Linked DNA regions of Mus musculus: regions 1 and 3 are each linked to region 2. A link is a contact called in public promoter capture Hi-C data. All regions are on one chromosome and are shown on one strand. The core of a region is the stretch at or near the end of the contact, and the rest is flanking DNA. Distances in the headings are between cores, read along the strand shown.

Region 1 (2,885 bases), core at 170-2,669, 3.2 Mb after region 2:
TAAAACAAAACAAGCCGGATGTGGTTAAATACGATGGTCAAATACGACGATGTTTTATCTCAAATACGGCGATTTTTTATCTCAAATACGACGATTTTTTATCTCAAATACGTCGATTTTTTTATCTCAAATACGGCGTCGAATGGTAGGGTAGAGGAAACCTCCCAAGCTGGCCTCTGGTCTCGACGTGCGGGTGTTTGCACACATGCCACACACAGGTGCTCGCACCCTTGCCACACACAAAAGTGTGCATGTTACAACCGGGGAGCAACGACGCAGGTCTTTACACTTGTTCCCAGCGGTTTGCAGAGAAGAGCAGGTGCACGGAGTGATCCTCTAGTTCCGTTTTCTTTTCCAAGTAGGAATTCAGAAGCTTGCCGATTTCCGTTGATCTTTCTAGAAAGACAAAGATACACTCGACTGAAGTCAGACTCTTCACCTGAAGTCTACAGGGGTTTGCACTTAAGTTCTCTCCTTGCACCTACACCTAACTTTCAACCTCCAGACAGCTTTGGACCATCTCTGAAGCCAAAGAAGTCTCCCCGAGAAAAGGAAGTAATGTACGTGCAAGTCTTGATTTCAAAAGTACTTGTAAGACTTTTGACTGGTTGGTTTGAAAATTAAAATATCCTGCAAAGTGGTTGTTCCAATTCCCAACCTACTTAATTTGTAGGATCAGGGGTTGGTGTCCAGTGTACAGGGCGCAAGGCCAAAAGTCAACCTTATGTTCCCTTTTCAGTACTTTTCCACCTTGTGTTTTCAGAGAGGAGCTTCTACCTGAAGCTCAGTTTTGGCTGAACTGGCTGGCTCACAAGTCCCAGGAACGAGTCCGTCTCACCTCTCCAGCGGTTGGATAAGCAACCGTACTAGGTTTTTTTTTTTTTTAACCTGGGAAACTAAACCCAGGCTCTCATTTCAGCCTGTATTTTATTAACTAAGCCATCTCCACCAGCCGGGCCCTCCCAAATCAATGACCAATGAAGAAAATGTCTTCCAGGCTTGTCTGCTGGCCAATCTGGTGGGGCCAGTTTTCTCAATTGAGGTAGCTTGAGTCAAACTGACATAGACTAGCCAGCACACGCATGCACAATAATAAATAAATAGATGTTCTAAAAGCTTTTAAAGATACTAAGACTACAACCCAAAGAGAGAGTGAGGGAATTCTCCAGGCCCACCCGCGCACCGGGGAAACGCAGCAGCTCCGCTCTGTGGCCCGAGGCGCACAGCGCGGTCACCAGCTTGAGGCCCTGCGTGGTCTTGCCAGCACGGTCCACACCCTCCAGCACGATGAGCGCTCCCCGACGCGACGCCATCGCCCGCACAGCACCGGTCAACTTGCCAGGTTCCCGCCAATGTTAGATGCAGCAGAAGCCCGGCGTGCACGGAAGCCCTGCCCTCTTCCGGTTGGAAAACGAATTCTGTGGCCTGCGGGGAACAGCTTCCGGACGTGACGTAATCTAGGCCCGGGAGTCTGCAGTTTAGCGAGCGCCAACTCGCGGAACTTCCGTTCGCCGCTCCCGAAGAGCACCAATCTTAAGGACTGTGGTTGCGCAGGCTCTGGTCACGTGGAAGTTCGAGACCTGTAACGGAATCAAATTTTTATGCCCCTAAGCGCGCTACTGAAGGGTTCTAAAAGTTTCTTATCACACACACACCTGCGCGCGTACAGGAGCCATGTGATGATCAGGCTCTGAAAGGAGTTAAGGATAGGAACATCGACCCCCAAGATGTACTTTCTGCAGCATTTTCGAACCGCTCAGGAATTTTCCTTGTCGTTTTAGTGTAAGTTGGTGGAAGGAAATGGGTTTATTTGCAGCGTGGGCAGAATTGAAACCACCCCCCCCCCTTTTAAATTCCTTTCCCCCTAGCAGTGTTTTTACAGACAAAATAAAGTCAGGGAAAATACATGAGCAGGAGGCGGGCAAATCTCTGTGAGTCTGAGGCCACTTACATAGTTTCAGGCCAGCCAGGGATACATTGTGAGACCCAGGCTCAAAAACCCAAACAACAGTACTCTAGAGGAAGAGAAAAAAGGATCCGCAGTCAAAGGCTGGGCTGGGTTATGTTTTGCCTAATGAACAAAGATTCCATACCCAGCACAGAATAAATTGGATATAGTGAGTGACATAGCCTATAAACCCAACATTTGGGAGGTAGATCAAGGTTTATGCAAACATTTGAACTAACACCCAAAGAAGTGACACAGATGCCAGACACATATGTAAAAATGTGCAACACAAACATATTGTTAGGAATCATGAATTAAGATAATTTCACCTCTTCGAGAATAGCCCAAATCTACAATTCTAACCCTTCATCATGCTGGTGAGGACGTGGAGCGAAGGAGACTGTCAGTGCAGAGGAGAAGGCAAAAACGGTGTGGAAGATAGCTTGGCTGTTTCTCAAGAAAGCACTCTACTTTTAACATGAAGTCAATATTTACCCAAATGGGTTGGAAACTATGTCTGCACACAAATGATTGTATCAGCTCTAGCCACATTTGCCTAAATATGGAAGCAGCTAAGATGTCCTCCAACACGCAAACTGATAAACTGGTAATTACACAGTGAAATAATTTTGAAGTAAAAAGTGAATTATCAGTTACTTACTAGGACATGGAGGAACCTGAACTGTATAATGATAAATGCAGCCAGTCTGAAAAGACTGTGTACTGTAAAATGCAACTACATGGCATGTTAGCAAAGCAATACTACAGAGACTCTAAAACGTTTATTGGTTACAAGTATGCGTGTGTGTGTGTGCGCGCGCTATTGTAATAGACCAAAAGAATTAAAGGCAGTGAAAAATATTCTTCAGGATGCTATAAGGGGGATACTTAATACTTCTCAGAAATATTAGAGCCCACCAAGAGTGGACTCTGGTAA
Region 2 (2,733 bases), core at 221-2,720:
CTGGGCTACTTAGTAAGACCTTGTCTACCAGTAAGTAAAAGGAGACCCGGGGGCACAGCTCAGTGCTAAAACTATGCACGAGGCCTGTGTTCCAGTCTCCAGTTCTGCCAGAGAAGACAGCAGGGGGCAGGTGTGGTGTCCGGACCATTGCTTGCTGTGTCTGAGCACTGACTAGGGTCTGGCTGGGTGTTTTTACCTCTCATGCCCAGAACTGAAATTCAGGCACCCAGGTTTGCAAAGTAGCAAGGAAACTTTATGCAAAAGCAAAGCCATACTACAGATCAGAAAGAAATATGCTGTCAAGAGTGACCGCTGGCCACATGAGCCAGCATACTCTAGAGCCCCAATTACTGTTTGGGGTTTTTATGAGCTTTGAGAGGAGTCTTATTGCTAAGGAGCACTGCATTCTGTTTTGATTGAAAAATTTTGCCGGACAGTGGTGGCACAAGCCTTTAATCCAAGCACTTGGGAGGCAGAGGCCAGCCTGGTCTACAGGGTGAGTTCCAGGACAGCCAGGGCCATACAGAGAAACCCTGTCTCGAAAAACCAAAACACACACACACACACACACACACACCAAAAACAAAACAAAAACAGAAAAAACAATTTAGTTATGTTACCTCCCTTTTCTATTGTGCATGTCTCAATATGTAAAATTATTGAATTTTATTAAATAATTTTATTATTAAAATGTATTTGATTTTAATCAAAAGCGTTCACAAGCACGCACAGGCAGAAGACAGTAAATAGGAGTTTCTCTCAGCAAATTCACTTAGAAGACATGGTTCACCCTCCTGGGCAGGCACCTAAAACCAATTCAGGCTAGATCAGACCTCCTGGCCTCATAATGCACCTAACTGGATTATTACTGAATAGAATCTGTTCGATGGTCCGCAGAGAGCGAAGAAACTTATCCCATTACTTGGAGAGGGTTTGTCTGCATGCAGTTCCATGCAGGTTGTGAACAGGGGTCCTGGTTTGCTGACAATTGCTAGGTGATTTTTTTTTTTTTTTTTTCAGAAAAAGGTGTGTGTGTGTGTGTGTGTGTGTGTGTGTGTGTGTGTGCGCGTGCGCGTGCGCATAGTAGGTGTAGGTGAGAGTCAGGCTGCTAAGTGAATTGTTAGAAGAGGGGTGTGTGCATAACCCAAACCAAGAAGAGTTTCAGGTTTGGAGTTTCTTGGACTTGTATGTAACACTTTAGCTTAGAAGAAGTACAGTTCAGCGCTCTCGAAACACGTGGAGGTCCAACGGTTTTACTGTTCTCCCACGGCAACTTTGGTTGTGGAAAAATGTAGTCCCGTTATCATTTCCCCGTGCGGATAATCCGAGCCGCAGCCGAACCCTTCCGGATCGCAGGGCTCTGACTCAGAAAGCCGGTTCGTCCTAGCCTGGGGCGGGTCCTCCAGAGCACCGAGACGTTGGGGCAGAGCGCTCGCCGCCCTTGTATTCCGCTACGGCGTCGCTCGGGAAGTGACGACACGCTCGCCCATGCGTACTGAGAGGCAGCTCCTTTACCTCATCGCGGGCGCGACGCCCCGAGGGCCAGCTTGTGCTTTGGTCTGGCAGAGGTGGTGGCGGCGAGAGCGGCCGGGAAGATGCCAGTGGCGGTGATGGCGGACAACGCCTTCAGTTTCAGAAAGCTGTTGGATCAGTGCGAGAACCAGGAACTCGAGGTAGCGCCGCAGGGTGGGGCGGTCGGGTGGGCGCCGTTTCCAGGGTAACGGGCCGGGCCGCGGCCTGCGGGGCGCACACTCCGGGTTCATCAAGAGATGCTGCTTCCATTTGTAACGTTAAGTTAAGTTCGCTAAATAGGCTGGGCGCAGTGGCACAGGACTCCGGTGGGCACACGTCAGGCGGAGGCGAGAGGATTGCCGGTGAATTCGAAGCCAGCTTGAACTATGAAAACCCCAAAAATAAAAAATAAAAATAAAAAAGAAAGAAAAAGGAAAAAAAAAAGGGAGGGCGGGGGCTCACGGACTAAAGGAGACAGCAGCAGCTTGCGGATGAGCCTTTAGCAGACCTTGCTGAATGAATAAAGATTGAAGAGAGACAGGCCTCTATAACTACCTTTTGGTAGTCTTCTGTCTTAAGCTTACTTAAGCTTTTAAGATAACGGCCAGAAAAATAGTGCATTAAGAACCTGTTGGAAGTAGTCCCCCCCCCCTTTTTTTTAATTTGAGACCTGACCTTCCGAGGTAATGTCACTTACATATTTGTGACTATGGAAAGAAACTGATATCCAACTGCAGATAAATGACAGCTCACAACAGATCTAAACTCAGGTTTTAACCTTTGATACTTCCCTAAGCATTTTTCTGCATCTATAGTAGTGCTGGAAAACTTACTTTTTAAGTTTTCATTTTCTCTTTTCTGAAAGTGTATTAGGAAGTGAGGCTTTCCCCTCTTTTTTCGCTCTCTAGGCTCCTGGAGGAATTGCCACACCGCCAGTGTACGGTCAGCTTCTAGCTTTGTACTTGCTCCAGAACGACATGTAAGTAGCACCTTTTACCTAAAACGAAAAGCTTCCTTGAGATGATGCAGGAGTACATGCAGCAGATAGGTGTCTTTTACTGTAATCCTGTTATATCTGTTTCCCTTTTTGTCATAATTAAGAATAAATAAGCTCGATATTTTTCTTGTCGTGTATGTCTTACATACACCTAAAAACATGGTAAGTTCTTGTGAGAAATTAGCATCAAGAACCAATGGAGTTTAAAAAAAAAATCATGTTTT
Region 3 (2,752 bases), core at 139-2,638, 3.0 Mb after region 2:
CTTCGCAATTCATAGCTCCAATTTGTCATCCTGGGACCTTCATAAGCTAAGCTTAAGTCTCTTAAAAATAAACTAGAGGCAGATTTTTTTTCTCTCTCTCTTAGTATGTTATATAATTAGAGGCGAAATGTCAAAATGTATTAAAAATGTGTTAGCTTAATTCAGCATCAGTTAGCAAGCTCGGGATCCCATCTGTGACAGCTGGGCCAAAAGCCCTCCCCAACAGCTGTGAGTAGTCTTCCAGGCTGGTTTGGTTTCCTCCAAGGAGCCCTGCCTCCAATTCCTGCCCACAAGCAGCGGACGGACATGCTTCCTGTCTACACAACCAGTTCTCAAGGATGCAGGGAGAAGGGGGGTCAGGGTGGGGTGGGGTGAGCGGCTGCACTGTCCTCAGGAACTGATTCCTTCACTGTGCAACTGTCAAGCCTAAGCCTATCTAAACCAAGCCCTTAAAACGCAAATCCCACAGCTAAAGCCAGAGGAAAATCAGCCGCCAAGGCAGCTCATTCCACTTCACTAGCTGTCTGTCATATTGCTCTGAAATAACAACACCACAAATAAAATAAAGGCGAGAAAGGGGGTCCAGAGAGCAAACCACCGAACCCTCTGACCCTACGCAGCCCTCATCTCCTGTGCGGTCCCGTGTCGGGGTTCCATCCCGTTAGCCAAGGAAGGTGGAGTCCATCTTCTGGGAAGGTGCTCCGAGCCTGGGTCAAGCAGGTTGTGCCCAGGGCAGGTTCCTGCACCTGCCCCCAGCAGCTCCCGAGCAGAAGCGCTCGCCCCGCAGACGTTCCCTGGGGCTCACGTCTTCCGCAGGCGCTGGCTCGGCACAGGCCAGAGTTCCAACGGCCCCAAGACGCGCCCCGAGGCAGACGGCCTCCGCCCCTCTCCCGCCTCAAGTGGACAAATCCGCTCCACAGCGAACCACGGACTCGGGGCACGCCGACGCCCACACTCACCTGGTGCGCGAAGCCCCGGAGGTGAGCCATGTCCCCGCTGACGTGACCAGTCCGTCGCAGCCGCTCCGCCCGCTCGCCTCAAGCACCTGCGAGAAACCGCAGGCCGCTCGGTCAACAGTGGCCAGGGGGACCCGTTCCGTGGCGTCCCTCCACCCGCGACCTCCGGTCCCGCGCCCAGGGCCCCCGACCCGCCCTCAGGGCGTGCCCGGCCTCCCCAACATTCAGGCGAGGCCCGCTGGCAGCGCCCACCTCCGGGCGGCTCCATCTCGGACTCCGGGCCCGCTTCGCAGTCCCCACGGCGGCTCACACCGCAATTCGGTCTCCCGGAACGCCCAGGCCTCCCAGCCCGTGAGGTGGAGGCAGCGGCTCTGAGCAGGGCGTCGTGGCGAGCGCGAAGCTCTGTGGGACTAGGAGTCCCGCAGCCCGCCCCGTACCCCGGGCACGCAAAATTGAGACTACAAGTCCCAGCAGGCTGCGCGGTAGGATGAGGTGTTACGCAAGTGCTCCGGGGCCCTGATGGCGACAGACTACAAGTCCCAGGAGAACTTGCGGTGGGCGGTCAGTGGAGAGGCACAAATGCGCCACAGATTGGATCCGAACCTTGAGATATGCCCGAGCTGGGCTGCCCCTCCTGTCAGGCCGCGCGGTGACGGGTGCAGCGCGTGCGCAGTTGCCTTGACGTTTTCTAGGCTTTTTTTTCTCTTTTTTTTTCAGCCCTCCTCTCATTTTCCCAGTTCTGTTTGCCAAGCTTCTGAGACCCATACTGTGTGCCTGGAGTGCGAACCCACATTACCCTCATATCCTGGTGCTCCAGCTTTAACCGCAGTGTGACCTTCTTGTCTGCGCTTAGCAACACACACACACAAGGAGTACGCCCACGCGCGCCCTTAGAAAAGTCGCCCATTGTTGGACAAGTGCTTCTCTCCTGCCTCAGTTTCCCTATCTGAAAAGGTTTAATCGTAGGTCCCCAGGACATGACCTGGCGCTGGGAAGAGTTGTGTGGTCCAGCGGGGATTTCCAAAGGTTGGAAGATGCCTTTCATCCTGTGAATTCAGTATGAGTGACTAGTCAGCAATGTCCACTTCTATGCAGTCTCCTAGTGTTCCACGGGAGGGAGATTTGGCTCCATACTGTGTCCATTCCTATGACGGCTCAGTGCAAACCACCATAATGTCCCTACTCCCCAACTCATAAAGGCTTGTTGTTTCTGTTCTCTGGTGGATTTTCTTCCTGGGCACCATCCTGGAACCTTAAACCTTGCATGCAAGACCTTGCATCAGATTCTTTAACCGCCAAATTTTACTACATGTTGATTAGGTTTTCTTTGCTGTGTTTTTCCCCAGAAGAAAATAGACTTCCAGCAAACAGCCCTGCCCTGGATCCTGAAGCACCTTGGTTTCCTCCCCTCCCCCGCCCCAAGGCATCAACAATAGGGGCAAATATTTTTATTGCCCCTGAAAAAGATCATCTGTAGGATGGCCTTCAGCCTACCTATCCCTCCTATAGAAAAGTCTGAAATTAGGCAAGGCCAACTCTATTAAGACTTATTTATGTACATATATGTGTATGTTAAATGTGAACAGGAACCTACTGAGATCTGAAAAGGCCTGGATCTGGAGTTGCAGAGGGTCATATGCTGAATGGCATGGGTGCTAGAACTAAATTCTGGTCCTCTGGAAGAGCAACAAGAATTCTTAATGATTGAGGAATCTCTGTAGGCCTTTATTTTTGATTTTTAAGACAGGACCTCATTCTGTAGCCTAGGCTGGCTTAAAACTCTCTATGTGGCCCTT

The links. Promoter capture Hi-C pulls out the DNA fragments that hold promoters and counts their contacts.
Region 1: a promoter capture Hi-C map of pre-B cells shows a contact between it and region 2, with 4 times the contacts expected there. The contact joins the promoter of Dtymk here to the promoter of Cops8 in region 2. A contact is called at or near these places in 1 of 39 promoter capture datasets (pre-B cells) and 1 of 484 Hi-C or Micro-C datasets (CD4 T cells).
Region 3: a contact with region 2 is called in a promoter capture Hi-C map of pre-B cells. The contact joins the promoter of Stk25 here to the promoter of Cops8 in region 2. A contact is called at or near these places in 1 of 39 promoter capture datasets (pre-B cells) and 1 of 484 Hi-C or Micro-C datasets (CD4 T cells).

The regions. Positions count from the first base shown.
Region 1 is chr1:93,800,515-93,803,399 of GRCm38.p6, forward strand. It overlaps Dtymk (deoxythymidylate kinase), which reads right to left and starts at 1,420. Exons shown (of 5, transcript NM_001105667.1): 1 at 1,184-1,420; 2 at 288-396. The coding sequence starts at 1,313.
Region 2 is chr1:90,601,955-90,604,687 of GRCm38.p6, forward strand. It overlaps Cops8 (COP9 signalosome subunit 8), which reads left to right and starts at 1,471. Exons shown (of 8, transcript NM_133805.3): 1 at 1,471-1,673; 2 at 2,421-2,491. The coding sequence starts at 1,596.
Region 3 is chr1:93,634,339-93,637,090 of GRCm38.p6, forward strand. It overlaps Stk25 (serine/threonine kinase 25 (yeast)), which reads right to left and starts at 1,389. Exons shown (of 12, transcript NM_021537.3): 1 at 1,209-1,389; 2 at 960-1,045. The coding sequence starts at 989.